2 separate regions of the Astyanax mexicanus genome follow, and region 1 is linked to region 2. The links are chromatin contacts, called in public Hi-C maps. All regions are on one chromosome and are shown on one strand. Each heading gives the region's core, a stretch centred on a gene start, on an enhancer-like site or on the middle of the called end of the contact. The rest is flanking DNA. Distances are from core to core; before and after follow the strand shown. Region 1 holds the start of marcksl1a (MARCKS-like 1a). Region 2 has its middle 29 kb from the start of bsdc1.

Region 1 (4,547 bases), core at 1,717-4,216, 160 kb after region 2:
AATAACTGAAGTCCTCTTCCCTGGAAACCAAATTGTTACATTTGGTGTAGCGTTTATGATCCACACAACTGGTTCTGCTTAATTTGACATCTGTAAACATCAGCGAAACTTTATTACATATGTATTAGCTGTGAATGGCAGATTTGAAAAGCAGTACTACAATATTTGGCAACACTTAACTGTAGGGCAGTGATTTGTATGGCAGTGATTTGTAGAGCAGTGATTTATGGCTATATGTCACCAGCATAAGCACTCCATTACAACTGACAAAAGTATACACAAGTATTTATAAAATTATATTAATTTAAAATAAGTAACCAATGTCATAAATGGACCCTTCTTATGAATATTCATATATTACATTTGTACACAAACATATATATATATATATATATATATATATATATATATATATATATATATATATATACATAAAGGAACTTGAAATAAATGAACTCACATTAGGAGTCAGCATATTAATAATAATTTCTCACAAAACACAAGCTGGGTTGGAAGTTAAATCAAAAACACGCCTTCTGTGTTAGGATTGGCTAAGATTGGCAAAGCATCGTTCACGCAAGTCATCCAATCAATCCCTACCCATTCAGGACCACATCCAGTTTTCAACTATGTGCTACTAAAGTACAAACAAACAATTCATCACAATGCTAAAATTAAGTGTAAATTAAGTGGTTTAAGCCCCACCCATCATGTAAGAATTAAATTATATTTTTTTCAGGACACGCCCACCAACCGATGCTTTAATGGTTACTCTATTATGCCTCGTCCACGTCCATTGAGATAGTATTAGATGGTAACTAATTTGAGCCCCTCCTCCAGTTTTGATAAAGTGCTTTGAAAATATGAAAGCTTCTCACTTCTAGGCTTGGATTGGTGGGTAATTCATTTAAGCCCTGCCCACTGAGTTAGCATTTAATGGAAACACATTTAGGCTACACGCATTGAGTTAGCATCCAGTTATAGGCAATGGGATTTCGGAGTATGAAAAACTATTGACTTCTAGGTTAGGACTGTATGGTAATTCATTCAAGCCCCACCCACTGAGGTAGCTTTACATGGTAATGTATTTAAGCCACACCCATTGAGTTAGCATTAGGTGGAAACTCATTTAACCCCTTAACGCCTGAATTAATGTAGCTGTATATGAAAAAATGTTTCATGTGTGTTTTACCTTTAAGTAGATAGTAAATATTGTTGAGATTATTAATTTCACTTTTGCACAAAAATAAATAGAAATTTTGGTATGTTGCAAATTTGCAACAACAGGCAATATGGTCTATTTGGGGTAAATTTGGTATGTTGCAAATTTGCTACAGCAGACATAATGGTCCATACTAAGATAACAATAACAGAGTAATATAACAGTGAAAAATCAATGTTTTATTTATGCACCCAACAGCAGGCATTCAATAATAAATAACACCAATTACTGTCACCAACACAATATACACAAATATTACAGGAAACATTTCATTAATTTGAATTCTAGATTCATTTGAATTGTAAATTGTCAAAGGTTCCTAGGTCCGTGGCAAATATTCACTACAGGCATTGGGGGAATGCAGGCGCTATCTTGGCAGGTTGATTGAATCAAACGGTTAGTTGCATATTTGCAACAACAGGCGTTAAGGGGTTAAGCCATACCAATCACATTAGCAATAGCTGCTAACTTCACATCTAGGTTAGGATTGGATAGTAATTCATTCAAGCCCCACCCATTGAGTAATTAACAGATGGAAACTCGTTTAAGCTCTTCTCCAGCTTAAGATAAATTATTTTGAAATTTGAAAAACTACTCATTTCTATGCTAGGATTGGCAGGTAATTTAAACCCCACCCATTGAGTTCGAATTAGATGGTAACTCATTAAAGCCACACCAATTGAGCTGGAATTAGATACTTCTTCAAGCTACACCCATTAGGTTAGCATTAGATGGTAACTCATTCTAGACCCGCCCATCTGGTTACCATTAAATGGTAACTCATTTGAGATCTGCCCATTAAGTTAGCATTAGATGGTAACAAATTTTATACCTGCCCATTGAGTTAGCATTAGATGGTAACTCATTGAAGACCTGCTCATCGGGTTAGCATTAGATGGTAACTCATTCTAGACCCAACCATTGGGATAGCATTAGATGGTAACTCAATCTAGATCTGCTCATCGGGTTAGCATTAGATGGTAACTCATTCTAGACCCAACCTTTGGGTTAGCATTAGATGGTAACTCATTCTAGACCCACCCATTCAGTTAGCATTAGGCGGTGACTCATTCTAGACCTGCTCATTGGGTAACATTAGATGGTAACTCATTCTAGATCTGCTCATTGGGTTAGCATTAGATGGTAACTCATTCTAGATCTGCCCATTGGGTTAGCTTTAGATGGTAACTCATTCTAGACCTGCTCATTGGGTTAGTATTAGATGGTAACTCATTCTAGACTCGCCCATTGAGTTAGCTTTAGATGATAGCTCCTTCAAGTCACCATTCAGTTAGCATGTAGTTGTAGGCAAAGGGATTTTGGAGTATAAAAACTATAAAAGCGCACACTTCTAGGTTAAGAATGGATGATAATTTATTTAAGCCCCGCCCATTTATGTAACATTAATTTAAAATAATTTAGGCCATACCCACTTTCGTTTAAGCCCCTCTTCCAGTTTATGAGTTTATAAAGTGATTTTGAAATATATAGGTGTTGTTTTATTTTTATTTATTTATTCATTTGATTTTATTAGATTTTATTAATTAATTATTGTTTTGATTATGAACAAGAAGTCGAACGCAATAACAGGACAAACACCCATCTAACACCCCTCCACCACCCCCCTCCACCACCCCCCTCCCCCTCCAACACACACACACCCACCCACCAAGGCAAACCCAGCGCGCGAGGCGTGCCTTGCAATCGCGAGTGGGCGGGGCCTGGAGCTTCACAAATACACACAGCAACATCTCCTGAACCCTCACACTGCTCTGGCCGTGGAGACGTGTGGATGTGATCATACAGCAGCTTTCCTACAGCAGACACTACGCTGCTTATATACTAACTTGAGGGAGGAGAAAGACAGCCAGTGTGATCTGTGAGACACTTTTTTCGGGGGGGTTTCATTTTTTGGAGGTCCTTGTTTCGTTTTTTTTTCTCTTTGAGTTTTTGGGTTTAATTAAAGAAGGACTGAAGATGGGTTCTCAGTTATCTAAGGGCGAGGCTGAGACTGCAGCGGCTAAAGCCAACGGCCAGGTAAGCCAAGGCATCTTATTCAGTTAATTGATATGTTTTTTTTTTTTATTAATGAATTTTATTTTTTATTTATTTTTATTTGAGGGGATTTTTTGTTGGGGATCTCATTTTCCCCATTCCCTCTGATGCTCTCTCTCTGTCTCTCTCGTAAACGAGGAGGGGAGGGGGTGTACCACCACTAGGCTGGCGGCTTGTCTGTGTGTGTGTAAGTGTGTGTATGTGTGTGTGTGTGTGTGTGTGTGTCTACACGTTGACTTTTTTATCTATTATTTTGACTAGAATGGTCCATTCAAAATACTGTTTTTTAAAAAATATTTTAAATATCTAAGATGCTCAGTTTTGATTTCACACATTATTCCAGACTCACATTAAAGATTAAAGTCTGATCTCGTTAAACTAACTCTTTGTGTTGGAAAGATGAAGCACCCACCAATATTGTGGCTTATTGTCTGTCTGGTAGGGTCTTCACGCGTTGAAGCCCCCCTTTTTTGGGGTGGGGATGTATAACTAAATGTTTTTTAGTAAGTGTTATTTTTAATAATGAAGATTTTCTCATAAGAATCTATGAGATCGCATTAAATCACCATCGTGGTGGAATAATAGACGCTGGATATGGCAACCCAGCTTTTAGAACAAAAGGGCGCAAAGCATGCAAATGAAGGGGCTGCGGAGGGGCACGTACACACACACAGCGACAGTCTGAAACACGCAAACAGCAATTTTATGCCACTTTGTAAAAAAAAAAAAAAGAATTTACACCGCAAGAAAATCGTTTGAAATGGTTTTAGATGATAATATAGGTTTGAATTACACTGATAACACACACAGACACGCGCGCGCATCCAACGTGCGTGCATTAGTGGCCTAATTTCAGCTGCAACAATTAGCAATAAATAAAACAAATTAATAATAAAAATCCTCATTAAGAAGGGCAGTGAAGAATAAAGCTCATCAGCGATGGACCTTTAAATCCAAGCAAGCGTCACAAAAACCCCACCAAGCCCCTCTCTGGCTCCGGGTTTGATTGAACGCAGTCTGTTCATAGTCGCGTCGTCGTCGTTGTCTTTGTTTCGCCCGCGTCCAGAATCTGCGCGGATCTATAGCGCCCCCTCCCAATCAGTCAGCGCTATCGCAGCAGCACTTCATCATTTTTGAGAAAATCAGCTCATATTTTTTTTTGACAAATGGCGACACCCGCGGCCAACACTAGAACTACAAGCTGAATGACGAAATCAAAAGTTTGGGTACCGCCGATCCAATGTCCACAGGTGTTTTAATTGACGTTTTA
Region 2 (4,881 bases), core at 708-3,207:
AAAAACACCGAAAATAAAGACCAAAGAGGCGCTGCAGAAAGGCTGCCTTCACACTCTTCAGAAGAGCATGGGAAAGTGGGAAGTCTGGTAACCATAGAAACAGGAGGGGGGCTTTCTCTCCTTTTTTAGCCTGTTTTGCATCATTCATGTTCCTGAAATGGCGTGTAGAAATGAGCAGTCCCTCTCCATTAAGAGCTCGCTTGGCTGCAAACCCCGCAGTCAGCGGGGTTTGATAGCGTATGAAAACAGTAGCTGATGTTTATATAAAGCGTGTTTTATTAACAGACTCGTGTTGATCAGAGGAACATATTGTTGTGGTTTAAGCATGTCTTTGGAGTTGGGTTGTAAATGCCAGCTGTTGCGTATTTTTTCAGGTATAAGTTGAATGTGAAAGGATGATTTTAGAGACATGGGGGCAATGGACTATTTCTATATGAGACCCAGAAGAATTAGTATGTAACAAAAAAAATTTAAGCAGCAGTGGCAGGCTCAAATTTTACTCACATGTGAATTGAGTTGCACTGCTGAGGTATGTTTATGATTAGAATAGCACTGCTGAGGTTAAATAATAATGATTTGTTGGTATTGTAATTGCAGTACTGATGATTTTTCATTTTGTTTACATGTCAAAATAAAATAAATACTGTGTATGTGTATGTAATGTCTTTAAATATTGTGAAATAATTTTTTTTCCATATTACCCAGCTCTATCAGGGTGTGATTATTTGCACCAAGAGTGAGATGGCTTTTATACTGTACTATTCATTTCTATATTGGAATTGTGCATCTTATTGAACAAAATTAAGAAATAAATGGTGATATAGATTTTTGCTTTATCGTCCATTGCTAGCCAAACACCTTTAATAAATAAGGTTAATGCAGAACACAACCGACAAATTTTATATAAACAGTATATTTTAAATGGAACATGTTAACGTTTAAATTACAAAGTGAAAATAAAGTTAAGTTTCTGCCCTGTTTACTTTTCATTCATTAAAAAAAGTTACTTTATTTTTCGTAATTAAAATGTTAAAATGTAAAAAAATGTGAAGCTCAAATATTATATAGATGTATTACACACAGAATGGTCTATTTTAAGTGTTTATTTATTTTATTGTTGATGACTATGACTTACAGCCAATGAAAACCCAAAAATCAGTGTCTCAAAAAAATCACAATTTTATACAGTATAAGACCAACTGGAACTTTTGGTAGTGTGGGCAGTGTGCCAAGTCCTGCTGGAAAATGAAATCTGCATCTCTGTAAAAGTTGTCAGCAGAGGGAAGCATGAAGTGCTGTAAGATTTCCAAGAAAACACAGTGGATCAACACCAGCAGATGACAGACATGTCTCTCCAAACCATCACTGATCATCAGTAAATTTTACATTTCATTTGAAGGAAATCAAGGGAGCAGAGTCTGGAGGAAGAGTGGAGAGACACACAGTCCAAACTGCTTGAGGTCTAGTGTGAAGTTTCCACAATTATGATGGTGTGCTTTGGAGAGATTTCTCTGCAGTGAACCATTTCAGATCAAACCTTCTCTCAATGACTCAAATTCGCTTCACAGCCGCTGAATTATTCAGAATTTGTTGAAATTGGTGGACTTCCCCTTTAACTGCCATTGCTTAACAACATTCCAGACAGTGGAAGTTACAGTATCTGGAAGCCCTGAGGAGTAAATGATGAGTGTGTCAGATGTGAAGTTGAAAGTATGTAAATGCGATCCAGTGGGCAGCCTGATGATTAGCCGTGGTGAGCTGGAGCGTCTAAAGTTCAGTCGGCCTCACGCTGGGGGATGTGATCTGCTTTTGAGTCTTGGTTCCTCTTAAGATCTGTTCCTTTTTTCAGTCTCGGGGAGTTTTTTCCTTGCCGCAGGCGTCTCTGGCTCGGTTTCAGGACGGCTCTGTTTTGCGGAGCTGCTGGGTAACAGTGCTGAGGGACGCTCTGAATGAGAGAAATTGAATTAAGCTCTTCTGAAACAGTGGAGACCTAAGCAGAGATCAATGATTGATTAATGGAGCAGCTCAGGGTTAAACGTCATGTTGGAGGGCACGGCGGTGTCAGCCGCCGACAGTTGGGATCAAACCCGTGACCTTTTGGTGTGTAGTCGAAAGTTCTGCGACCAGCAAATTGCTGCGTACCCTTCTTTTTCTTTTATTTGGCCCACAAGCGTCTTTTAAACATTTCTTTTTCCATCCAGCACGGTTGAAGTATGCTGGATCTCCTTTTCCACTGGTCTTTCAGATCCTCGATGTGCTTGGTCAGCTGTCTTTTCCACTGAAAGTCAACCGAATGTGTTTATTAAAGCAGTAAGCTGTCAGTAGGCCGTGGGTTACAGTCGTTTCTACCAGGCTTTGCTAGGCAACAGGACGGAAATAACCACAGCACACTGTGCAGCCCCTTATTGGTTTTACAAACCAGCTGCAAAATACAATATACATGTGCCCAAATCAAAAATAAAAAAAGTCTTACATTGTGTTTGACTCTTATTCAATTGCAGACAGTTTAAACCCAAGATATTTATTTTTTTTCCCTGAAGCATGCAGCATTCATGTTTTTTAAAGGTCTACAAATTTTGATTCATCTGAACACAATAAATGTCTCCAAAATGTCTCCATGTCTATATGATAATCCATTGTAGGATGTTTCTGAGCACTCCTCAAATCCTTTCATATTTCTATGCACTGTAGATATCAGAATATTGGACTTTTTAAATCATTTTTTTAATCAACAAGCTGTTGACAAACTGGAGATCCTCTTTAAAATCCCAACAATATTCATTCACCATATTCATTCATTGGATGTTTTAGGTTGAATTCTCTCATGCTGGCCATTGGAAATTCTTCATGGCACTTCATAGCAAAGAACTCTCGAAGGATGTGAGAAATAGAATTGTTGCTCTCCACAAAGATGGTCTAGGCTATAAAAAGATTGCTCTAAAACTCTAAAACTGTGATACAGTACTATGGCCAGACAAGGTCAGGCAACAGTTTTCAAGGTCAGGCCTTCCCAAGATCGACTTGGTGATTTGGTGTCAAATGAAAATGCAATTACTGCAAATGGAAGTAAAAGCACTTTTTCATCCCTCTATCAAACTGTTTTTTTTTATTGTATGGTGAGGAAATATAAAATGCTAATCCTAAATGCAGAAGGTTGAGCACAGTATGCTGATTCAACAATAACATTTGAGACTACGTTTGAGAACGCTGGTTCGAATCCTCTTCATGCAGCTTGCCATCGACTGCCGGAGCCCTGAGGGAGCACAGTTGACTCTCTCTGGGTGGGTAGATGGCACTCTCTTCCCACATCACTCCAAAGGGTGATGTTGATCAGCACAAGGCTGCGTCTGTGAGCTGATGTATCGGAACTGAGTCGCTGCGCTTTCCTCCAAATGCGCTGTGATGCTACTCGGTTACTCACTAGTGAAAGGGGGAGTCCTAATGAGTGGGTTGGGTGATTGTCCTTGTAAATTGTTGAGGAAATGAAAAAAAAAAAAAGAAAAAAAAACTACATTTGCACAAACATTTAACATTAAATGTACAAAAGACATTACTTCAACCCCATTTCAACGTTGAAGTTCGATTGTGTGCCAGCTGGGAAAATCTACTTCTCCTCTTCAAACTCAGACTGTGAGTTTTCAGAAATGTGTTCCTCTGCATCACCATCAAACCCTCTTTCTCTTCCAGTGGACCCAAAGACTCTGTATGTAATGTAAATGTGAATATGAGGTATAAAAGAGGGGTTATTTCAAATGTTTTCTGATTCAAGAAATGAGCCAAAACCAATAAATCTTAGTTTGAATTTTTTTTTTTTGTATCATATTTATTAAGCTTCGGGTCCCACAGACCCGAAGACCTTACAGGGGTTAAACTGTGTGTTCAGCATACTTCTTGTGTGTGTGGTTGGTCTTTTCTCAGCGCTGTGTCTCTGCGAGTCTCAGGACAGTAATGACCCAGCTTCATATAGCCATTCTTCTCCTTTTGTCCAACATTATGCCCAGTGGGCACGGCGGGCCAGATGGGTGTCCTTTTCCCAGCTATCAGTGCATTTCTCACCCAGAACATTGTGAGGAGTGATTGCGTTACCGGCGGCGATGGGGGCATTCTTACTAACCAAAGAATGCGGGGAATGCATCCTCTTAGCAGCCAGTGGAGTCTTACAAAGAGCTTCTATTCCTCTCTCCAATGGCCCAAAGGCAGAGATCATGCTTAAAGAGAGTGTGTGTGTGTGTGTGTGTGTGTGTACTTCACGTTGTGTACTTGGACAGAGCAATTTTATAAAATTCATTATGCATAATACTTGGACACCCCTTTCTTTTTTATTTTATTATTTCAATTTTTTTTATTCCATTGTTACGGCCAATTACCCAACCCACTTATCAGGACTCCCCCTCCTCTAATACATGTGAAGTCAGCCACCACCTCTTTTGAAACTGCTGCTGTTGTAGCATTGACGAATAGCATCACAGTGCACTCGAAGGAAAGCGCAACGACTCGGTTCTGATACACAAGCTCACAGATGCAGCCTTGTGCTGATCGACATCACCCTTTGGAGTGATGTGGGGACAGAGCACCATCTACTGTACCCACGCAGAGAGAGCAAGGAGAGTTGTGCTCTCTCAGGGCTCCGGCAGCTGATGGCAAGCTACATGAACGGGATTCGAAGGCAGTGCTTGGGGGACCACTCAGAGCCCCCTTGGACACCTCCTCAAACGAATGTATTCAGCTACTTTAAAATTTGCCAAGAAAAGGATTGTCCCTCTGGAACAGTACATGAGCTAGAGGGGTATTAAGCCCTCAGAACATCCTCACCTCACTAATGTCTTTGTCGCCAAATGCAATCAGATCCTCACAGCAATGTTCTAAAATCTAGTAGAAAGC

What was found. Hi-C and Micro-C count contacts between places; a contact is called where the count stands out from the background.
Region 1: a contact with region 2 is called in a Hi-C map of muscle, with 12 times the contacts expected there. The contact joins the promoter of marcksl1a here to the enhancer-like site in region 2. A contact is called at or near these places in 2 of 3 Hi-C or Micro-C datasets (both in muscle).

The regions. Positions count from the first base shown.
Region 1 is chr7:6,868,266-6,872,812 of AstMex3_surface, forward strand. marcksl1a (MARCKS-like 1a) reads left to right here and starts at 2,967. Exons shown (of 2, transcript XM_007228992.4): 1 at 2,967-3,259. The coding sequence starts at 3,200.
Region 2 is chr7:6,713,229-6,718,109 of AstMex3_surface, forward strand. No RefSeq gene overlaps it. Among protein-coding and RNA genes, the nearest start is that of bsdc1, 29 kb to the left of the region's middle. Within about 2 kb of position 1,958, the one cell type or tissue checked has an H3K27ac peak away from gene starts, as active enhancers do.